2 separate regions of the Sus scrofa genome follow, and region 1 is linked to region 2. The links are chromatin contacts, called in public Hi-C maps. All regions are on one chromosome and are shown on one strand. Each heading gives the region's core, a stretch centred on a gene start, on an enhancer-like site or on the middle of the called end of the contact. The rest is flanking DNA. Distances are from core to core; before and after follow the strand shown.

What was found. A called contact is a pair of places that touch in the nucleus more often than the background predicts.
Region 1: a Hi-C map of skeletal muscle shows a contact between it and region 2, with 12 times the contacts expected there. The contact joins two enhancer-like sites. A contact is called at or near these places in 5 of 47 Hi-C or Micro-C datasets (heart right ventricle, liver and skeletal muscle) and 1 of 2 datasets of contacts at active chromatin or transcription factors (skeletal muscle).

The regions. Positions count from the first base shown.
Region 1 is chr11:74,419,776-74,424,075 of Sscrofa11.1, reverse strand. All of the region lies in intron 2 of LOC110255854 (a long non-coding RNA gene), which reads right to left. Among named protein-coding and RNA genes, the nearest start is that of ARGLU1, 150 kb to the right of the region's middle. Within about 2 kb of position 1,980, at least 16 of the 83 cell types and tissues checked have an H3K27ac peak or open chromatin away from gene starts, as enhancers often do. A contact at or near this core is called in liver and skeletal muscle, where this site is marked.
Region 2 is chr11:74,293,157-74,297,416 of Sscrofa11.1, reverse strand. It overlaps LOC110255853 (a long non-coding RNA gene), which reads right to left. Exons shown (of 5, transcript XR_002336751.1): 4 at 3,318-4,260; 5 at 2,042-2,165. Among named protein-coding and RNA genes, the nearest start is that of ARGLU1, 28 kb to the right of the region's middle. Within about 2 kb of position 1,761, at least 32 of the 83 cell types and tissues checked have an H3K27ac peak or open chromatin away from gene starts, as enhancers often do. A contact at or near this core is called in liver and skeletal muscle, where this site is marked.

The DNA of each region.
Region 1 (4,300 bases), core at 731-3,230, 130 kb before region 2:
GACCAATCAATCAATGGAAAAATGGGCGAAAGACCTGAATAGACATTTCTCCAAAGAAGATATACAGATGGCCAGCAAACACATGAAAAAATGCTCAACATCGTTGATTATAAGAGAAATGCAAATCACAGCTACCATGAGATACCACCTCACACCAGTCAGAATGGCCATCATTAATAAATCCACAAATAACAAGTGCTGGAGGGGCTGTGGAGAAAAGGGAACCCTCCTGCACTGTTGGTGGGAATGTAAACTGGTACAGCCACTATGGAGAACAGTTTGGAGATACCTTAGAAATCTATACATAGAACTGCCATATGACCCCGCAATCCCACTCTTGGGCATCTATCCGGACAAAACTCTCCTTAAAAGAGACACATGCACCTGCATGTTCATTGCAGCACTATTCACAATAGCCAGGACATGGAAACAACCCAAATGTTCATCGACAGATGATTGGATTCGGAAGAGGTGGTATATATACACAATGGAATACTACTCAGCCATAAAAAAGAACGACATCATGCCATTTGCAGCAACATGGATGGAACTAGAGAATCTCATACTGAGTGAAATGAGTCAGAAAGACAAAGACAAATACCATATGATATCACTTATAACTGGAATCTAATATCCAGCACAAATGAACATCTCCTCAGAAAAGAAAATCATGGACTTGGAGAAGAGACTTGTGGCTGCCTGATGAAGGGGGAGGGAGTGGGAGGGATCGGGAGCTTGGGCTTATCAGACACAACTTAGAATAGATTTACAAGGAGATCCTGCTGAATAGCATTGAGAACTTTGTCTAGATACTCATGTTGCAACAGAAGAAAGGGTGGGGGAAAAAATATAATTGTAATGTATACATGTAAGGATAACCTGACCCCCTTGCTGTACAGTGGGAAAAGAAAATAAATAAATAAATAAATAAATCCATCCTAACCACAACATGCATGGGAAATAAATATGAACTTCCTGCTGTATTAACAATTTTTCATTCCAAAATGCTAATGCGTTTTTGTCTCCAGTCTAACTTAATAATCATACATGGCGTCTTGTCACCTTACCTTGACAAATACTGTGCATAAAAATAAAAACCCACGTTTTTATGACTGTGAAGTACAGAACCCTAAGTCGCCCACTAGCGAGGGGACTTTCAACATGTCCCATCAATTCCAAACAATTGCAGAAAGAGCCACAACGTGGAGCAGGGCTGAACCAGAACCAACGGGCTTTTTCCTACACTCACAGGCGGTTTTACTTTCTCAAGCATTTACTTGTTTCCACTTGCCAAGATATTTTTTCTGGAAAAAAAAAAAAAAAAAAAAGAAGAAGAAGAAGAAGAAAAGTCCTTTTGTGAAAGGCAGCTGCAGAAAGTGAGATGCAATCTTTTATTTGCCCTGTTAATATCCTCATATTCTGTGCTGATTAGCAGTTTTGGTTTAATTATATATGCCATACTGATCCCAGATAAGAGCGTTCTACCTCAGCCCAGCAATGCTTTAATTTCCAATGTTCCCGGCTGGTTTCTACTTAGTGCTCCTTCCCCCAGACTCCACCTTGATTTCCTCCTGTTTTTCATCCTGACACTCACGCAAATGACTGGTAATATCCTTTCTAGAGACTGACTCCCAATTACAACTCTCTTCAGTTTATAGCTTGGGATAGGCAGGCATGAGCCCATAAAAATACAATCTTTAATCTTAAGGACTTCCTGTCCATCCAGGCGTCAGAGCAGACCCAACGGCACCAAGCGAGCAGCGTGACCGGCCGTGGCTCCCAGGCTGGATAAACAACCCTGATTAAGAGGTACCTTCTCCATGTTTCTGCATTTGAAACAGTCCTCTTGCCTATGCTGAAATTTCAGTTGGTTTCTCCAGGAATAAAATGAAGCTTGTTCTGAGGGTGAATGCAGGAGTGTACGATTTCCTTCCCTGGGTTAGAGAAGCCTAACGACTCCTCTGGGCCTTGCCATGGTGCCCAGAAGCCACCATAAGGGGGCGGGGGAGGGCTGTTTCACTCAGACCCAGTTAGTTTTTCTTGCAGTTCCAGCGTCCTGAAACATTTGTCTCAGAGCCACCCCCTCACTTTCTAAAGCTCTTAGGACTTCCCTTGGTGTCACAGTTGAAATAGCCCAGCCTCAGCCCATCAGCTTAAGAGTCCTGTACGTTCGAATCGGTTTTGAAACCAAGCCCATCTCGGACTTCCTGGTTCTCTGCATTATCTTGATCTGGATCCCCTCCTTTGCCCGTGAGAAACACATACTTCCCTGAAAACAATGGGCTGAGGAAAGCTGAGAACCGGCATTGCTTTCTCATAAATCTAATTTCCAATTTCCCACCAGTCTGGGTTCCATGCGCAAAGCCTAACACATACGCCCCTGTGGAAAACGCCCGACCATGTCCACTGACCTGCCTCCCCTTATTCAGCTGTGCCTTCTCCTTGGTGGGAAGAAATAATAAAACTCAGCAGGAGGATTCTAGAAGGAGGTTATTAGAAATGGGGAGGTGTGTGATAATTTCTCTTTTTCATCCGGGCGGGCGGGGGGTAGAGGAGAGATTTATTTACCCGGAGCAAGTGCAGATGAATATTTTTCCATGATAACTTGCAGTTCCCTGGATTCATCCACATTTTTATCGTGCTATAGAACAATATGGTAAAAGCATCTAAAGGAAAGTATGATAACATGAAATCATCTTGCATGAGGGTAACCTGATCGTTATTTCCAAATTTTGATACAACATGGAAATATAAAATAACTTCTTGTAGATACTAATAAAAATAGCATACAAACACTGGAATGAATATAACACATCCTATAACTGAAAACAGCCCTAATAGAATTTTCTGTCACTGAAAGTTCAGATTCATCATGAATCCTTCATTTTAGGCTTCTTAGACTCAAATAAATGCACTTTATTGAGACAGTCTATCATAAATAGGGTATGTTATTTCTATTTGGTTAAAATCTCTTTTTTACTTTTGTGATAAAAAATTAAAATGAAGCATGCTGAAATCTAAGAAACATTAAGTATTACCTCCCTATAAAAATTCTATTCCTTTATACATGTCATTCCTATATACAAGTCATGGCAATGGTTCAAATCATACTGTATGATTAATATTTCTTTCTCTTTTTTTTTTTTTTGTCTTTTTAGGGCTGCACCCACAGCATATGGAGGTTCCCAGGCTAGGGGTCGAATGGGAGCTACAGCTGCCGGCCTAGGATCCAAGGCAACTCAGGATCCAAGATGCATCTGTAACCTACACCACAGCTCACAGCAATGCTGGATTCTTAACCCACTGAGCAAGGCCAGGGATTGAACCTGCGTCCCCATGGATGCTAGTCAGATTCACTTCCACTGAGCCACAACAGGAACTCCAGTATTTCTTAGGAGTTCGTGAGATGTTGTGCTCATGTAGAGTTATAGCAAAAGTAAGATTTCCTCTTCAACATCTCTGCTAAGACGGTGCAGGAATGGTGCTTATGGTACCAAGCAGCCTTTAAGAGTTCACACGGATTCTAGATCTGATCATAAACTGTTTGATAATGACTTTAAGTACAATATAAACCTATAGTTGGAAAATAAAAGATATAAAGAGGCTTATCTGCTAACATTTATCTTTAAAATAAATAAAATCTTGGTAATGTGAATATGTCCTAGAACAAGAAAAATCTCCCTTGAATGTAAACTGGTGAAGCCACTGTGGAAAACAGTGTGGAGGTTCCCTAAAAAACTAAAAATAGAGTTCCCATATGATCCAGCAATCCCACTCCTGGGCATGTATCTGGAAAGGATGAAAACTAATTCAAAAAGATATGTGCGCCCCAGGAGTTCCAACTGTGGCTCAGCAGGTTACGAACCTGACTAGTATCCATGAGGATGTGAGTTTGATTCCTGGCCTCACTCAGTGGGTTAAGGATCCAGCATTGCTGTGAGCTGTGGCATAGGCTGGCAGCTACAGCTCCAGTTCAAGCCCTAACCAGGGAAATTCTATATGCTGGAGGTGCCACCCTAAAAAAAAGAAGAAAAAAAAAAGAGATACATGAGCCCTGGTTCACTGCAGCACTATTTATAATAGCCAAGACATGGAAGCAACCTAAATATCCACTGACAGGTAAATGGATAAAGAAGATGTGGTGCATATATATACAATGCTTTATTCAGCCATAAAAAAAGAATGAAATCATACCACTTGCAAAAATATAGATAGACCTAGAGATTTATCATACTAAGCGAAGTAAGTCAGGCAGAGGAAGACAAATACCACATGCTATCACATATGTGCAATCCAAAAC
Region 2 (4,260 bases), core at 512-3,011:
ATGGATTTACGCTAACCCACTAGATAAAGTCATAGTTGGGGGGTGGGGGTGGGGAGCCATAAGAAGGCACCACGACCAGCGTGAGTTTGATCTGTCTTATTGTTCTTTATTTCAATGGCTTGTCTGCATGTACGGAGGGACTTTGGGTTTCCGTCATGGAGTGGTTCTTTCCTCCATTTCTCTCCGGTCCCTACCAGAACAATGTGCTGCGAGGTGACAAACACGGTCAAGGTCACAGGGCAGGAGTTCTCCGGCTCCTGCTGCTGTGAAACTCTCAGATGGATCGTTTATAAACCACCAAGAACAAAAGCTTTCTTAAGAAAATCTTATCTTTGTTCTACAAAAAGTAATTGATGAAAGTGGGGGGTAAAGGGTATTTTCATTTCTGCCACGCGGTCTGGTGGAGATGGAGGCCACCCAGATTCCAGCTCATCTGTATAGAGTTCAGCTTAGGGTCCTGAAGGATAAGATAGAAGGCCGTGCTGACTTAAGCTTCGAAGAAAGACTCTCCTTCCAAGACTGACTGATAATCAATCAAAGTGCCCTAAAAGGTCATGGTCCGTCCACTGCAGAGATCAGACCAGCTCCTGCTGCGGAAGCCCCGCCCTGCGCGCCTCCAGCGGAAGGGCAGCTCCCCGCAGGGGTGCGAAGTCGAGGCACTTGCTGGGCTGGAATCTGCTCCCTCAGTGCCTCTAGACGAGTCCCTTAACCTCTCCGTGCGGCAGTTTATCTCTGCAATGGATACTCCCTCGTAAGGCTGTGAGGAGGATTTAATGAGTTAACACACAGGTAAAATAAAGAATAAAAATCCGTCAGCCCTTGGCCTGCACCACTGACATTTTGGAGAGAGAAATTTTCATAAAGCCTAGTGAAATAGAAATTTTAAAAAGTGGTGACCAAGGACAGACGCTGGGAAAGCCCTATTCACACCTCTTTCCACCTTCTAGGACGCTGCCCAGTCTCTGTCCCCACTTCTCATTCTGTCTTTTAGTTACCTGGGGGCGAGAAAATGGACCCCTCCCCCTACAGCCCTCTGTCCCCACCTCTTCCCAGTGGCTCAGAGTTAGGCTTTCAGAGGTTTAACAATGGAAAGAGAGAAGGATGACAATGCGCTGATTCTCATGACATCTGCCTATTATGAGCGTTTGACTTCAGCTCAAGGTAAGTGAATCATTTCAGATCGCGTGACACAGAGTAAAATGTTTAGCCGCAGAAGAGCCTCTCCAGCCTTCTTCCTATCATACAGGCTCAGCCCCCTCCTAAGACTATTACCAGCCTCAGAAGTGCAGGCATCACCCTAGAATTACAGTTTTCTTAAAGTAACCATATAGATTCCACTCAAGACAGCAGTCGAGGTGACCAGTTGGTCTTACAGAACCAACTTACATTGCAATTCAGATATAAATGTTCAGATAAGAGCATTTTTTATTTTTTATCGATTTTATTTTTACGTGTAATAAAGAATCACACCTAAAAGTCTTGATTATATAAGTTACAAATTTTGGTTTACATGGTTGTGATTTTTTTGTGTGTAATCAGACAGGAAAGAAAAAAAAAAACCTCACACAAGGTCTGACGGGACCGTCGGTTGTGGTGAAAATAAAAGCTGGATCTCCGCTGAGGGATCGATGCTCGGCTTTCTCCGGTTTTAATGTCTTTTCCGTCTGCCTTGGAGCCGGCGCGGGAGGTGCGGGACCCGTGTTCCCACGGGTGATGGACGGCGCCCGCCGCTAGGGGGAGCCAAGCGAAGGCGCGGCCAGTCTGCGAAGGAGGTGGTGGGTGGGTGCAGGAAGGCGGTGCCCAGATAAAGGGGCAAAGAGGCGGCCCCCGGAGGGGAGGAGCTCCGGGTGCATCTGGGGCGTTTAGGAAACCAGCCACCCGTGTCTTTGGCTTGATGATCAGGTGCCCGGTACATAAGCAAAGGCCGAGGGGCTGGCTGCCAAAGCAAGGCGCCCTGGGCCTTGCGTTTCTCTCCCACTTTCATCTGCGCCCACCGGCGACAAGTGCAGGGAAATGAAGTCGGAGATTCTTGATGAGAACCGGGATTTTCGAGGAATTATCAGCCGTGACGTGGAACCCGTTGATAATGGGCTTGGTTTCATTTAGCCATTGTTTAGTTTTCCTTCCAAAACCTCAGGGAGGTGGAATTGGGGGAGGGGCGGCTCCTGGGCAGGCAGGGGACAACGGTTAAGGGTGGAGGCTGCAAATCTAACCCCGGTGACAGGCTCAGTAGGAAAGAGCACTGCACCTGTTTTCTTTTCTTTCTTTTTTTAAAATAATCTCTCTTCCCCAAGTCATGTCCTAGTCAGCATTTCCCAAAAATCATGGCCAAGAGGGCCGTTGAAAGGGATTGTTAATTGTCTGGGTCTAGTCACTGATAAGAATAAACCTGCTGAGGCCAGCTGGGCTTTTGTCGCTGTCAGCCATAAGGGACATTGTTCCAGCACAGGGGGGACTGGGAGGATAAGGGAAGGAAGGCGGGGGAGAAGGGGAACCCAGGTGGCCCCTTGGCCCTCCAGGAAGGGTTACCCCCAACTGACCGAGTGCAAGGGGCAGGAGGAAGCTGTCAGTCCTCGCCAGGGGGCCAGAGCTTGTCTCCACCAGAGCCTTTTGTGCCACACTAGAGTCTGCCCCCTGCCCAGAAGACAACGTGAGACCTTTGCTGATCCTGCCACACTCGGCCACAGTATTCTAAATCTTGGGGGTTTTGTTTTTTACTTTTGTCTTTTTAGGGCCATACCCAGGGCATATGGAGGTTCCCAGGCTAGTGGTGGAATCTAAGCTGTAGCTGCCAGCCTACACCACAGCCACAGCAACGCCAGATCGGAGCCGCATCTTCGACCTACACCACAGCTCACAGCAACCCTGGATCCTTAACCTGCTGAGCGGGCCCAGGGATCGAACCCACATCCTCATGGATACTAGTCAGATTCATTTCTGCTGAGCCACGACGGGAACTCCTTATTCTAATTCTTGGCACAGCATTTATCACTCTCTAATACTGATTTACCCATCAGCTCATTCAGTCATTTCTTTAGTTTCCTGTGTCTCCTACTAAAATGTAAACGCCACTGAAAGCAGAGACTTTTTCTTGCTTTTGTTTTCTTTTTCTTTTTAGGTCTGCACCCGCAGCATATGGAAGTTCCCAGGTTGGAGGTTGAATTGGAGCTGCAGCTGCCGGCCTGCACCACAGCAACGGCAAGCTGGGATCCCTAACCCACTGAGTGAGGCCAGGATCTTTGTGGGTACTGGTCAAGTTCATAACCCTCTGAGCCACAACGGGAACTCCAAGCAGAGACTTTTTCTGCGTCACTCACCATGACTGGCCCAGAATGTGATGTGGGCAGGCCGTGGCAAGCGTCCAGCAACTGTTCCTATGTGAATAACAATCTGTGATTGAGGAAGTGTCCCCAGCAGCAGTGGCGAGGCGGAGGGGCTGGCTTTGGGGGACGCAGGAGAGAGCAACGCTGGAAACAGAGACAGGAGGGAGGAAACATGCATGTAAAGTGACCCCTTCCACTCCCGAAGGGCTGTGACGCCCATGCCGGGAGCCGGGGGCCTGAGTGGACAGCAAGCCCGGGAGGGAGGCAGTGAGGGCCGCGTGTAGGAGCAGTGGGGGGGGTGGGGGTGGATCAAAGGATGCAAGAGGTGGGCCGTCCCAAGGGGCGGGGCAAAGAGAAGCGTAAACTGGCGATGCTGGAGAGACAGGAAACCCTGGGGCCCAGGCTCAGGGCTGGTTAAGGCCGGGGAGCACGGGTCATGCTCCCTGCTCCCCCCAAAGAAATGGGAGTCAACGAAGAAAAGGCCCGAGAATGGAGCCTGGGGAGAGGCAATGCTCAAGAAGGGGCAGACAGGTCAAGAGGTATTTAAAGGGGACAGCGGTGGCCGCAGTGGTGCCCAGGTCCCCCTCAGCATCCCTCAGCTGCTGGGAACGTTGGTGGCTCCAGGCTCTCTGCTGAGCCCCTGGCCGGGAACTGGCCTGGGTGAAGGGAGCCGCCTGCCCAAGTTCACAGCACCCCATGACTGGTCCATGAAGGGAGGAGAGAGGGCCAGGGCCTCCCTGGTGGCAGGACGAGTCTGCAAGGCCCTCCCACTCAGACCCCAGTGGGATGGACTGAGGCCTTGTTGCAGCCACCACCGCAATCAGCTTCTGCTCAGGTTATGTCTGCTCTTCCTTTACAGGCGAAGACACCAGGGTCACTTCTCAGGACACTCATTTCACACAAACTGTCTTCTCCACATCTGCTTCCCAGCGCACCA